3 separate regions of the Sus scrofa genome follow, and all the other regions are linked to region 3. Evidence: chromatin contacts called from public Hi-C data. All regions are on one chromosome and are shown on one strand. Each heading gives the region's core, a stretch centred on a gene start, on an enhancer-like site or on the middle of the called end of the contact. The rest is flanking DNA. Distances are from core to core; before and after follow the strand shown.

The links. Hi-C and Micro-C count contacts between places; a contact is called where the count stands out from the background.
Region 1: a contact with region 3 is called in a Hi-C map of heart right ventricle, with 2.1 times the contacts expected there. The contact joins the promoter of SLC25A16 here to the promoter of ATOH7 in region 3. A contact is called at or near these places in 2 of 5 promoter capture datasets (fetal liver and liver) and 2 of 47 Hi-C or Micro-C datasets (heart right ventricle and liver).
Region 2: a Hi-C map of skeletal muscle shows a contact between it and region 3, with 6 times the contacts expected there. The contact joins the promoter of RUFY2 here to the promoter of ATOH7 in region 3. A contact is called at or near these places in 2 of 47 Hi-C or Micro-C datasets (both in skeletal muscle) and 2 of 2 datasets of contacts at active chromatin or transcription factors (alveolar macrophages and skeletal muscle).

What each region holds. Positions count from the first base shown.
Region 1 is chr14:71,649,692-71,654,301 of Sscrofa11.1, forward strand. It overlaps SLC25A16 (graves disease carrier protein), which reads right to left and starts at 1,650. Exons shown (of 9, transcript XM_021072451.1): 1 at 1,123-1,650. The coding sequence starts at 1,243.
Region 2 is chr14:71,544,673-71,549,008 of Sscrofa11.1, forward strand. It overlaps RUFY2 (RUN and FYVE domain-containing protein 2), which reads right to left and starts at 3,065. Exons shown (of 19, transcript XM_021073521.1): 1 at 2,449-3,065; 2 at 1-37. The coding sequence starts at 2,530.
Region 3 is chr14:71,399,679-71,404,418 of Sscrofa11.1, forward strand. It overlaps ATOH7 (protein atonal homolog 7), which reads right to left and starts at 2,801. Exons shown (of 1, transcript XM_005671039.3): 1 at 1-2,801. The coding sequence starts at 1,769. The coding sequence ends at 1,302.

The sequences.
Region 1 (4,610 bases), core at 400-2,899, 250 kb after region 3:
TGGCCTGGAGAAATTTCACCAGCCAGGCTGAGAAAACAAATTCCCAGCCTTAACAAAAAATTAAGTGATAACAACCCAAACAATCTGAGAGACATTATGAACCTTCTGGGCCCACAGTCACACCAATAACAGGGCTGCACCAGCTAACCGTCAAGCAGCTGTGGCACAGTTTGCTAGAATCACCGGAAGCAGTTTTGGTTGTAGACAGTTTTGCACAATTTCCTAGTCATTTTTAATAAGCTGTCCTCATACTACTCTGACATAAAATATGCCATTTGCAGCAACATGGATGGAACTAGACTCATACTGAGTGAAGTCAGAAAGACAAAGACAAATACCATATGATATCACTTATATCTTGAATATAATATATGGCACAAATGAATCTTTCCACAGGAAAAAAAAAAAAATCATGGACTTGGAGAATAGACTTGTGGTTGCCAAGGAGGAGGGAGGGAGTGAGATGGATTGGGAGCTTAGGGTTAATAGATGCAGACTATTGCCTTTGGAATGGATTAGCAATGAGATCCTGCTGTGTAGCACTGGGAACTATGTCTAGTCACTTATGATGGAGCATGATAATGTGAGAAAAAAGAATGTATACATGTATGTATAACTGGGTCACCATGGTGTATAGTAGAAAACTGACAGAACACTGTAAACCAGCTATAATGGAAAAAAATAAAAATCATTATATAAAAAAAATAAGCTGTCCTCCAATATTTGTTTTCTTTTAAGCAAACAGCAAAATCCAATTCTACACCAGTCGTTCATGGTCTTTATACAAGAAAGGAGCTCCCAGCATGTTTCACTGAAACCCTGGAGTCTTTGAAGGGAGTCCTCTATTTTCCCGGCTATCCAACCCTGAAGAATGGGTGCCCGGTTCAGCCCTTCCAGGTCCCCTACCGCTTCGCGACAGCTCAAGGCCCTTCCTCTGCAGGACCCTGATGAGATTACTCAATTGATTATAGAAAGAGGTTATAGCAGGTCCCGGCAAACACCTGGCAGGGCATTGAAACAGCCCAAGTCCGAGAATGTCATCGCGGCCGCAAGCACCCAACCTGCCCCGGATCCTGCCCCTAAAGCTCGGGGTACGACCAGGTCCTCCCGACGGACACCCACCTCCAGCCAGGAAGGAACGCAACCAGTAGAAGTCTCGGCGAGCGGCGGGTCCTCCGGTTCCTGCTGCCTGCGGCATCGCAGGAGGTGGCTCGGCCGCTGCCAGGGCCGCCGCCGCCGCCATCAGGATCAGGGCCGCGCAGGAGCTTTGGTCGCCAACTCACAGTCCAAGAGCCCTAGCCATGCCCAGAGCAGGCGGTGACAGGGCACCCCGCCGCCGTGCGGGCGGGACGGAATACCGCCGGCGGTGCAGCGCGGCGCGGGCTGATGGCGTACGCCAGAGGCGGGGCCTGGATCAAGGCCCGAAGGGGGCGTCACCTCCCCCCACCCCCACGTTGGACGTGTCCCCACGCCCCGGCCTCACCCAAAATCCCTGCTTCTGGCTGGAGTCACTCTTCAGGCCTCTTCTGTTACGGACGGAGGAAGGGAAACATGGCCAGCAAGAAGGTCCTTCCAAAACCCGCCACCTCAGAAAGTCCTCCACCGTCCGTTGACCTGTATTGACCACTGACCTGGAACCGTCCAGCGGGCTGCTTATGACCTTCCTAAAAATGAGCCCCAGGAGTTCCCTTCGTGGCTCAGTGGTTAAAGAATCCGACTAGGAATCATGAGGTTGCGGGTTCCATCCCTGGCCTTGCGCAGTGGGTTAAGGATCCAGCGTTGCCATGAGCTCTGGTGCAGGTCGCAGACGCAGCTCGGATCTGGCGTTGCTGTGGCTCTGGTGTAGGCTGGCAGCAACAGCTCCTATTAGACCCCTAGCCTGGGAGCCTCCATGTGCAGCGGGAGTGGCCCTAGAAAAGGCAAAAAGACAACAACAACAAAAAATTCCAGCCTTTGCTCACTCTTTCCAGGAACCTCTGAAATTGTAGTCTCTCCCACCAAATCACCTCTGCCTTCTCTGAGCTTCTCGCTGAGCCTGTTTCTGCCTCCCTAACGGTTCACCAGGAAGCTTCAATTCCACCCCATCACCTCTGCCAAAGAAATAGTTGCTGAAGCAAGTTCTTCTTTCTTTGGGGCTCTGTGAATTACACAAATACTTCTGACTTGCCAGGAGGTTCTGAATCTCTGTCTTATGCTTAGCACTCAAATTCCACCGCTCTACCCACTACCAGCTCCTAAACTCTCAGGAACTTCCGTTTCTTCTTACTAGCCCTACTGTATTACAAGACTGTACTTTTTTTAACCACCCCTTATGGACACTATTCTATTGCTATGAATCCCTCATCACTTCCAACTTGAGCAAAATTCATCCCTATTTTTTTTTTTTTTTGTCTTTTTTTAGCTATTTCTTGGGCCGCTTCCACGACATGTGGAGATTCCCAGGCTAGGGGTCAATCGGAGCTGTAGCCACCGGACTACTCCAGAGCCACAGCAACGTGGGATCCGAGCCGCGTCTGCAACCTACACCACAGCTCACGGCAACGCCGGATCCTTAACCCACTGAGCAAGGGCAGGGACCGAACCCACAACCTCATGGTTCCTAGTCGGATTTGTTAACCACTGCGCCGCGACGGGAACTCCAATTCATCCCTATTCTTTGTGACCACAGTTGTTCTGAACTTTTATCCTCTGTCAGAAATTATCACGATTTTCATTAATACTTACTCCAACCTTCACTATTATTGGCACTGGTCCCGTTTCTCTTTCCACCCATATATGCCTCTGCAAGGTGTTTCTAGCCACATTTAGTCATTAATGATGGGTCTAGATTTCTTTTTTTTTTTTTTCACTTTTATGGTATGCCCTTTTTTTTAAGGTTAGCTTTTAATGGATTTGATAGTCATGTGCAAATTTGATCATAATATACAAGAGCCAGTGTTTCTATAGAGCTATGTCTGAACAAGAACAGAATCTCAAAATACAGCATAAACCTGAACCACTAGACTTTTTTTGGCTTTTTTCTGCAAGTTGTCATATTCTGATCAAATACAAGTCTTGCTTCCCCACAGGTGCAGTGTTTCCTTATATGCTCAAGGAGTGGTATTTTAGATGCCTGGTCACAGTTCTAAGCATTTCTTGAGGGATGGATTAAATGGATTCAGACATCACAGTACATATTCATAGAGCAAAAACTTGTTCTCATTCTGACACCTCTTTACAACTAACAGAGATACAACATTAAGTTAGGATTTTTACCAAGAAACCGTGTTGGCAGTTTTTCCCCTTCTAATGAGATCTGTGCTGCCCTGGATGTTCCACACACATGATTACTAGAAGCAGAAGGATAAACACCTGAGGCATGCAACCTGCTTGCAGTGAATCTATTGACATGATGCTGCTAAAGGACCTAGGGATTCACCCAGATATGGATTTCACAGGTTGGGAAAAAGGTAGCACACACACCAACAGAGATTTTGTTGGTTGAAAAGCGTAGGTCAAGATTAGATGGCAACATCATTGCGAAACATTTTTTTTTTTTTTTTTTTTTTTTTTTTGGCCTTTTTGCCTTTTCTAGGGCCACTTCCCGCGGCATATGGAGTTCCCAGGCTGGGGTCTAGTTGGAGCTGTAGCCACTGGCCTATGCCAGAGCCACAACAACCTGGGATCCGAGCTGAGTCTGCAACCTACACCAGAGCTCATGGCAACGCCGGCTCCCTAACCCACTGAGCAAGGCCAGGGATCGAACCCGCAACCTCATGGTTCCTAGTTGGATTCATTAACCACTGAGCCACGATGGGAACTCCACATTTCACTTTCTTAAGAAAGTTTAAAGTGTACTTATATGTCCCCTGCAGCTCAGTATAAACAAACGTGTATATGTTTGTAGTAATATGGAGAGTCAGATCGGCTTTTGCAATCTGATTTAACCCCTGAGCAGCTATGTTAAAAGTCAGCATTTTAAAAAGCCCAATAAAAACTACTGTAAAAACTCTACCAGAATGCTACAGTGATAAACATCATTCTGTACAGAAACATAAAATCTCAGAAGCTCATAGAACCTTACTCCTGCTCAAATGAAAAAAAATACATACAGATACACATTTCTGGAAATAGTTCAGGTACTTAAGCTGGACATAAATTATTTCAAGCTAAGTTTTACTTGCCCAGAGAACATCTACATAGTTTGGTGAGGAACATAATAAATCACTCCACCTCTGATTTTTTTTACCAGCATGACGAGTGTTTTACCAAAAATATATTTTCTTTTTGTGTGTGTGTCTTTTTGCCTTTTCTAGGGCCGCTTCCCGCGGCATATGGAGGTTCCCAGGCCAGGGGTAGAACTCAGTTGTACAATATTGTAAAAATAATTAATGCTACTGAATTGTACACTTAAAAATGGTTAAGGAGTTCCCGTCGTGGCTCAGTGGTTAGCAAATCTGACTAAGAGCCATGAAGTTGCGGGTTCGGTCCCTGGCCTTGCTCAGTGGGTTAAGGATCCGGTGTTGCTGTGAGCTGTGTTGCTGTGGCTCTGGTGTAGGCTGGTGGCTACAGCTCTGATTCGACCCCTGGCCTGGGAACCTCCATATGCCACTGGAGCAGCCCAAGAAAAT
Region 2 (4,336 bases), core at 1,815-4,314, 150 kb after region 3:
AAGTTTGCTCTCTCTACAGCTGTGGGGTCCTTTGTAGCTGAAAACACAAGAAAGGAATCCAACATCACTTGCAAGACCCAACACTGGAAAATATACAAACCCTCTCCTTCCCCTACAAAACCAAGAGTGGTCTGTTTTTCCTTGGTAGACAAGCTAGTCTTCCTAACTAATGTACACCCCCTAGTTAACTTCTTTTTATGTCTCTCATGCATAACATAGAACAACTCTACCAGGCTCATTCCAGCCCAAGTTTATGAATTACTCTCAACGTCCTGCAAACTAGCTATTCTCTGGTATTTATTTACTTTTGTGGCACCTCTACAGGGAGAATGAGGTTTTTTTAAATGACTTTCTGTGGAGATAAATGTGGAGAACAGACAACGTTTAAGGGTCTCATGCCAAGGTGGAGAGCAGGAAGCGTCAAGGATGAATTCAAAGGCAAAAAAAAATGTTCAGAATAAATTGGCAATAAAAGGCAGTTAAAATTCTAAGATTCCAGTATCACCCAGAACAAACATGACAGTGAAATAAAATAGGGAGGTACAGGAGAAGCCATTAAACTCACTCATTTTAACCCTCTTCCTGGTTTTTTTCATTACAATCTTAGTTCTGTATTGCAGGAATCCTTTATTTTCCCAGAGGAAATAAAAGCAGGGATCAGTTTCACATTAAAGTTCCCCTGGAGTTCCCGTCGTGGCGCAGTGGTTAACGAATCCGACTAGGAACCATGAGGTTGCGGGTTCGGTCCCTGCCCTTGCTCAGTGGGTTAACGATCCGGCGTTGCCGTGAGCTGTGGTGTAGGTTGCAGACGCGGCTCGGATCCTGCGTTGCTGTGGCCCTGGCGTAGGCTGGTGGCTACAGCTCCGATTGGACCTCTAGCCTGGGAACCTCCATATGCCGCAGGAGCGGCCCAAGAAATAGCAAAAAAAAGACAAAAAAAAAAAAAAAAAAGTTCCCTGACCTTCTACACAGCTGATCCAGTTGAAAACCAATAGTGACATTTTTTTAAAAAATTATATATAACACACATATACATACACACACATATAGATAGATAGATAGATAAATAGATAGATAGATAGATAATCTTTGCTGTTTAGGGCCACACCCGTGGCAGATGGAGGTTCCCAGGCTAGGGGTCCAATCGGAACTACAGCTGCCTACCCAGCCACAGCAACGCCAGATCCAACCGCATCTGCGACCTACACCACAGCTGCAACACTGGATTCTTAACCCACTGAATGAGGCCAGGGATCGAACCCGAAATCTCATGATTCCTAGTAGGATTCAGTTCTGCTGCGCAACGACGGAAACTCCAATATTTTCAACTAACAAAAAAATTTATTTTCTTTCCAAATAAATAAAATTTATTTTATTATCAGTTTTCTTATAAATTCAGATACTTCTCCATACTCTCATCACTTTTGTGATTGGCAGAAATATTTTCAGCAAACACGGATGACAAAATGAAGTGGGGGAGAAAATAAAGCACTTATGTTTCATAATCTCTGCCAAATTTACTAGTCCAAGAAAACCAAGTGTCTGTTTTTGCTTCACTGGACAAAAGTCCAGGATTCCCAATGATCTAGTATTCTAGTTCTGACCTCAGACAGCTAAGCATGAAGCCTGGCGCTGAATCCTAAGCAACTTAAAATGCAGTCACAACTGCTATGACCAAGCAAGCTGGTGGAGAATCTCCACACGACATCATTTCTTCAAATCTGCATCGTGGCAAGATTCCCTCTTTTTCGGGGGCAAAAGCACTCGATGTTTCATAATCTGTGACAATTCTCACATTTCTTAACAGCGCCCATCACAATCTTCAATGTGTGAAGCGACAACCAGACAAAGGGCGCATCTCCAGCTGCTCTGGGGTAGGTCGGAGCTGGACGCCGCAGCTTCCATGCCAAAGAGCGTTTACACCCAGGCGGGCCCCGCCAGGACTCGTGGATGCGTCTAGCTGGGTCGCAGCCCTCAAATTCCTGCATCTTGCCCGGGCCTAGAGCCCCTTCCCTGCCTCCCCTCCTCTCCGCCCACAGGGCTGCCCAAAAGGTTCGGGGCGCCCCCGGGACCCGCGCGAAGGGCTCACCCGAAGTCCTGCGCGGCATCGTTGCCCCTCTCCCGCCCGCGGCGTCGGGAACCCAGGCCCCAACCTGAGACGCCTCCCTCTGCCACCCCCAACCCTGAAAAGTCATCGTCCGTCCCCGACTGTTCCCTCGACCTGGGAGCCGCACCCTCGCCGGCCCTGCCCTCGCTCCCGGTAAGCCGTCGGACCACCAACCCTCTGCCATTAGGCCCCCAAACGCGGGCGGGAGCAGGAGGGAACACTGGATAACCGCGCGTTGCCATGGCGACCCCCGGCGCCCCCGAGCACCCGGCTGCCCCCGCCCAGCACCAGGCCCAGGTTCCGGCCCCAGTTCCGACCCCGAGGCCTAGAAGCCCACCCACCACCAGTCCTCCCTGCCCAGCCGCGGTCTTGGCCCAGCACAGAGGGCCCGACGTCCGCTCTCGGCCTGCTCCTCTTACCCATGGTGGCGACTGCAGCGGTGGCGCGGTCTCGGGCGGAGACGCCCTGGGCCCCGCCAGCAGCTCCCTTCAAGCGCTCGGCGGCCGCCAGGGCGTTTGCGACCAGGCCCACTGAGGCCCACAGCGCTCCCGGCGGCTGGAGGACGCCCGGCGGTCCCGCGGCGGCGGGGTTGGGTGGGGGCCGCGGCGCCTGCAGCCGACAGCAGAGAAATCCGCCTTCGCGGAGACTCTATACATCCAGCCCGACCCAAAGGAGAAGCAAAAAGGGCATGAGGAAAACCTCGAGTGGAGAAGCGGGAGGGCGGACCTTGGTGGGACCACCTGCCTCACCCGAGCGCTAGGGCTGTGTTTCCGAGGGAATGCGAGCCTCGTGCAAACGTTTTCATCCGCAGGGTCCGCCTAGCTTTGATCTAACACACCTAAATGCTTCCCTTTCCTCGCAAATTCGTAGGAGACCAGAAGAATTTAGAAAATCTGAAGCAATTAACATTATGCAGAAATCTGCTAAAACAATTCGAACGCCCAAATCACGACGTTTAAACCAGTAAATCCACTGGTTTATAAAAGGCAGTGAGGACCGATCTCATTGATCAAGGGAAAGAGTTCCTGAGATAAAGCCAGCAAACCAGGGTTTTCTCATTTCAGGGAGGGGAAAAACTCTCATGGTCTTATGACAGTAGGTTTAAGTTTTATCAGTTTTGGGAAAGCGAGCTATTATCTAGTTAGATCAGTACTTGTTAAAAACAGTAGCCGATTTAGAAATAGAGGAATATTTCGTGGATATAGAGCGATGTTTATCTCTTGATCATTTTGGCCATTATCTAGTTAGATCAGTACTTGTTAAAAACAGTAGCCGATTTAGAAATAGAGGGATATTTCGTGGATATAAAGCGATGTTTATCTCTCGATCATTTTGGCCAGTATAAAGTTCTGTTATGCTTCTTTTTTTTTATGGATTTTTTTTTTTTTTTTTTTTTTTTTTTTTGTCTTTTTGCTATTTCTTGGGCCGCTCCCGCGGCATATGGAGGTTCCCAGGCTAGGGGTCGAATCGGAGCTGCGGCCACCAGCCTACACCAGAGCCACAGCAACGCAGGATCCGAGCCGCGTCTGCAACCTACACCACAGCTCACGGCAACGCCGGATCGTTAACCCACTGAGGGAGGGCAGGGACCGAACCCGCAACCTCATGGTTCCTAGTCGGATTCATTAACCACTGCGCCACGACGGGAACTCCTGTTATGCTTCTTTACTTCTTTTGGTTTTGATTTTTTTTTCTTTTTATGCGCCCCCCCCCCCCCCCGCCCTGTGGCACATCAAAGTTCCCAGGCCAGGGGTGGAATGGCACTGCAGCTTCAGTCCTAAGCCACAGGCACAGCCACAGTGACAGCAAGGAGGGGTACAAGTGGCAGTTTGTGGCAACACCAGATCCTTAACCCACTGAGCAAGGCCAGGGATGAACCTCATCCTTAGATAATGTCAGACCCTTAACCCAGTGAGCCACAACAAGAACTCCCCAAATTTTCTTTACTGTGAGATAATCATTCATGGATAAAAATGTATGAAGCATATATACATTTAAAGACTCATAAAGTAAACAGCTGGGTAAACACTACCACATTAAGCAAGAAGAGGACAGGAGAGTTAGCCTCCCCGAGGAAAAGCCTCCAGGTATAATCCCCCTAGAAGTAAATATGATTCTTTTATGAGAATCCTTTCTTTGCTTTTTTTGCATGTAACTACCATGGTAAATACATGCCCCTAATCAATGTAGTTTATTTTGCCAGTTTATAAATTTTTCACAAGTGGAATA
Region 3 (4,740 bases), core at 1,551-4,050:
TGTTAGGTGTTGAACTTATATGAAAAGAGTTTGGGAAATGTTATTATTGTTTTTGTTGACTTGTGACAAGTTCCAAATACACAGATAATTTAAGAGGCCTGCTTTTTCTAATTACTAGCAAGGTATTCTCCCAAACGCACACAGGGCTGTTGACCACCAAGTCACCCTTTACCTTAAGAGCTTGGTTATTCATCCAATGATTAAGCAAATTTATAAAAGTAATTCAAACCAATACCATGTGTATTATATTGCTCTGTTAAAGATGAGCCTGGATGGTAGTAAAGCCCTTCTTGTTCAACTTGTACTGATTAAGAGAAAATCACTTTCAAAAGCCACATATATATGAACAAATATACATATGGGCATACCTGTAAGGAATTAGTAGTTAGTAGTTGGCTTAATATGGAAAATAAAATATTGAGGAACTATATATCTAGTTGCTTTAAAGCTAAATATTATTTCAATTAAATTAATCTTTTTGAAAAACTATGAAAAATATATCTATATTTCCAAGTTGATGGGAAAAACTTCCAAGCTAATTACTTCCACTCTCATCAGCTTGTCGTTTTTTGATGAAGTATTCAAAAACAGCACTTTTGCCAACCGGTGGGATTAGATTTAAACACTCCGCATCTTTACTCAGGGAAGCACTCAATGTTATCACCCCCCAAACAGGCCCTTAGTGAAATCAGGAAACTTGGCATGAAAAAGAAACCCACGTTTTTAATTATATTTTACAAAATCTACTTTAATAATGGATATACAGTTTTTAAAAAATACTGAGCACTTACGCCCATGTACTCTACGAAGAAAAGTAAGAAAAACGTCTGACTACTTCATGCACACACACACACACAATACACTAAGCATACTGCTCTTACAAGACAGGAAGGCAGCTCTGCATTAAGCAAACACAAGTAATAGATATTGTAACTTCACCCTAAGAGGACAAATTTACAAAATCTAAAAGTGATTATTTCGCTGAGGACTAAACCTGCAGTATAATCTAATCCTTCTTTTTTTAGATTGTTTTCCCTCAAAGTAGTCCAGGAAAGGGGGGAGGGGCATTAGTCTCAACAATCAAAACTATTCCATTAATGAAATCTACAACATACTAAGGAGGGAAAAAAGGCATCGCGTCCATTAGACCGAGGATGCAAATGAAAGTAACCTGGAAGTTTGCTAATTTTGTTCTAAGAATACATCCTACGCCCCACCGAAGGCCCGAGCGGCTTCTTGGGGGAAAAGGCTGTATCTCCGGAGCGCAGTCATTGAGAGTCCCATTCCCGCGAGGCTGCGCCCTAACTGGCCATCTGGAAGGACTCGGGCTGGAAGCCGAAGAGCCTTTGGCCGTACGGCTCGCTCTCGCCTGGCAGCTTCGCGCCCGCGAACGGAAGGTAGTGGTCTCGACCGAAGTGCTCACAATGGAGATTGACCCAGTCCCGCTCCGAGCCGAATCGCTCGGCCTCAGCCAGGATGCGGGTCAGAGCCATGATGTAGCTCAGCGCCATCTGCAGGGTCTCGTACTTGGACAGCTTTTTATCCTGGCCCCACTGGGGTACCACCCTGCGCAGGCGGTCGAAGGCCGTGTTGAGACCCTGCATGCGGCGGCGCTCGCGCGCGTTGGCCGCTAGGCGCCTGCGCGCCGCACTCTCCAGCCGCCCAGCCCCTGCGCACGTGCCCGCGCATTCGGCTGCGCCACCCGTGCACGGGGGCGCGGCACGCGCTCCCGCCGCCGCCGGGGGATTGCAGGGTTTGCACGACTTCATTCCCCGCCGGAAGGAGGGAGGCGCAGATCTCACTTGTCAGCTCAGGACCTGCGTGTGGGTTGGTGTATGCAGTCGCTCCGCAACTTGGTTCCTCTTAACAAATAAGTCATGCAAAAAGCAGCCCGCGTGGAATCTAAGTCTGCAGTGGGGAGTGCGGGGCTCCGCCCTTTGTCCTACTGGATAGCCAGACTGATGTCTTCACTTGCCAAAATTTAGGGGAAATTGGGATGCTGAAGAGAAGTCATTTTCCCAACATGAAACTGATGTGAGAAGGGAACCTTCTTGCAGCAGAATTGGTGTGGCTGATTCGCGGAAGGTCTCTCAAGTCCTCCGGGAAAGCCCAAGACTTCTTTTCCGGAAGACGAAATCTTTCCCGAAGCTTAGATAGGAAAGGAGCGCCTCTTCCGCAGTAGTTGTCGGAAAAGTGCCGGGTGAATCTTTGAAGGAGAATTTATAGCAGAAGGCTGAAGGAGGGAACAGGTGGTGGCAGGTGGGCGGGCGTCCCTCGGCTTCCATCTCAGCACCTTCCTACCCTGGGAACTGCAGGGGGGGAAAGGGGGACGACGCACAGCAAAATCCTGACATTACAGCCTTCGTCTGTTGGAAGTTTCTCCAAAGCTATGTCCTACACTAACACACCATCTGGAGTGGTCTGGCTGTCCCCAAGAGAATAACAAGGTGGGGGTGGGGAAGGGCTTGGTCTTTCTTTTCCCATATCAGCAGGCAGCATACATATCAAAAACTGAACCAAAGTTTTAAAATTATTAGAAATCACTTGTGTCAATATGTTGGTTTTAGATTAAGATATGTAGAAGCTTAGTGGTACAAGATTCGCTTTTCAAGATGTGACAATTTTGCATAAGGCCGACTGAATACATGCATTTGATTTTAGCTATTAAGTTGGGACAAATTAGCAGATCCTAGTATTATTTCAGACCTAAGATTTTACTGTGCAAATAATTTGGCTGTTTTCTGCAGAATATTATAGCATATCAAAAGATATTAATGTACTCACAAATGTAGAAAGCAAACTTACAGTTACCAAAGGGGTGGGGAGGGGGCCAAATTAGGAGTTTGGGGTTAACATATATGCACTACTATATATAAAATAGATGGACAAGAACCTACTATATAGCACAGGGAACTATATTCAATATCTTGTAATAACCTATAATGGAAAAGAATCTGAAAAAAATATAAATGTAAGTATGCATAACTGAATCACTCTGCTATACAACTGAAACTAATACAACTTTTTAAATTAACTATACTTCAATTAAAATGGTTAAAATAAAAAAGATATTAATGTTATGTAAAAATGTATATTATACAATATATTAGATTGCATGAGTTTGTATACTTCGGTAGATTCAGAATCTATGCCCCATTTCTCCGGACGCATATTTATAAATGTTTTCAGGACACAGATTGAGATGATAATCAATTATTTAATTTGACTTTTACATCTAATAAAACTAATTATAATGCAAATATATGTGTGAAAGTGAAGCATCTAAGTGATTTGTGAGGTTTTAAAAAATAATTCCTAATGGAAGATTTTTTTTTCCCCACCTCATAAAGCTATAAATATTTCATACTACTTGGAACTTGTGTCAACTGTCCTTAGGAATAATACTGAAGCATGATTTCCACTATTGATAGTGAAATGATTTATATATAGATAAGCCATTAAGTTGATTCTCTTATCTCAGCCTCTTTCTACTTCTTTAGAAGAGTAAAGTAGCAAGGAAACCAGCTCAAATAGATTCAAGCCAGAATCATTTCTGAATTCTTTGGGAAGACCAAGTATGTTCTTTCCCCTCTTGAAATATGGATTATGTTGGCATTATTCCCAAATATTTTTGTATAATTAAATTATCAACAAGCTCCCACAAATCAGTTTTTTAATAATCAATGAATTTTATTAAATTTATAACTGTACAACCATCATCACAACCCAAATTTAGAACATTTCCATCCCAAACCCCTAGTCCACCCCTCCGTCCCCAACACCTGTCCCCTTTGGTAATCATAAATTTTCTAGTCTGTGATTCTTTTTCTCTTCTGCAAATAAGTTCATTTGTATTCTTTTTTAAGATTCCTTTTAACTGTGTCTTGCTTCCCTTGCCATTGCTTTAGACCAAAACCCTATTGTGACTGCCCTGACTCCAAGTCCTGTCTTCCCATAAATAGTTGATTAATCCCCAGCTGAAGCAATGACAATGAAATGAAGTTGAGTAACATGAAGACAATAGAATGCAATTGAACATTAATGATCTCCAGCATGACAGATGTTGAACACAGAATTTTGCATGGAGCCACTCAGCTCTATTACTCTGATTCTTAACAGTCTTGGTCAGGAACAGCAGTCCTGTGACAGGAGGATGTTTGATGACTATGTTTAGTCATCAGAATGTCAAATACTTTTTTTTGAGTTTTCATGGAAATCGGGTCTACCAATGCTATTATTTCTCCTGTTCATTTATCTTTTCCCTTTCCCCCAACAAGCCTTTTCTGTGCTACTCTTTGGAATGTTTCCCTACAAAACATACTGTTCTGGACACTTTTGACCAAAGTGCTAATGAGATGCAGGATTTTGCAGGCCGTGTATTCACAGTTGGTGAGATTATAGCCTGTGCACCAAGAGAACAGCAAACACAACTTGAAGAGAAAAAGGAAACCCAGCAGTATGCACACAGCGTGGTTATATTAGAACATACGCTAGCAGCTATCTGTGACATGAAATTGATCCAAGGATAGAAAGTATTTCTGCAGTAAAAAGGCCTTAGAAGGTATTTAGTAATTCACTTCCCAGATGCATTCTGAAGGATAATTTATTAGTACTACAAAGGTGCTTCTGGGAGAAGATTATTCTACTGTCCAGTATATTTGGGAAACACATTTGTTTTCTTCTGTTTAGAGAGTCATGAAGCAAAATTGGTAAGGTTTCTGAGAAGTCTTGGCATAAAGA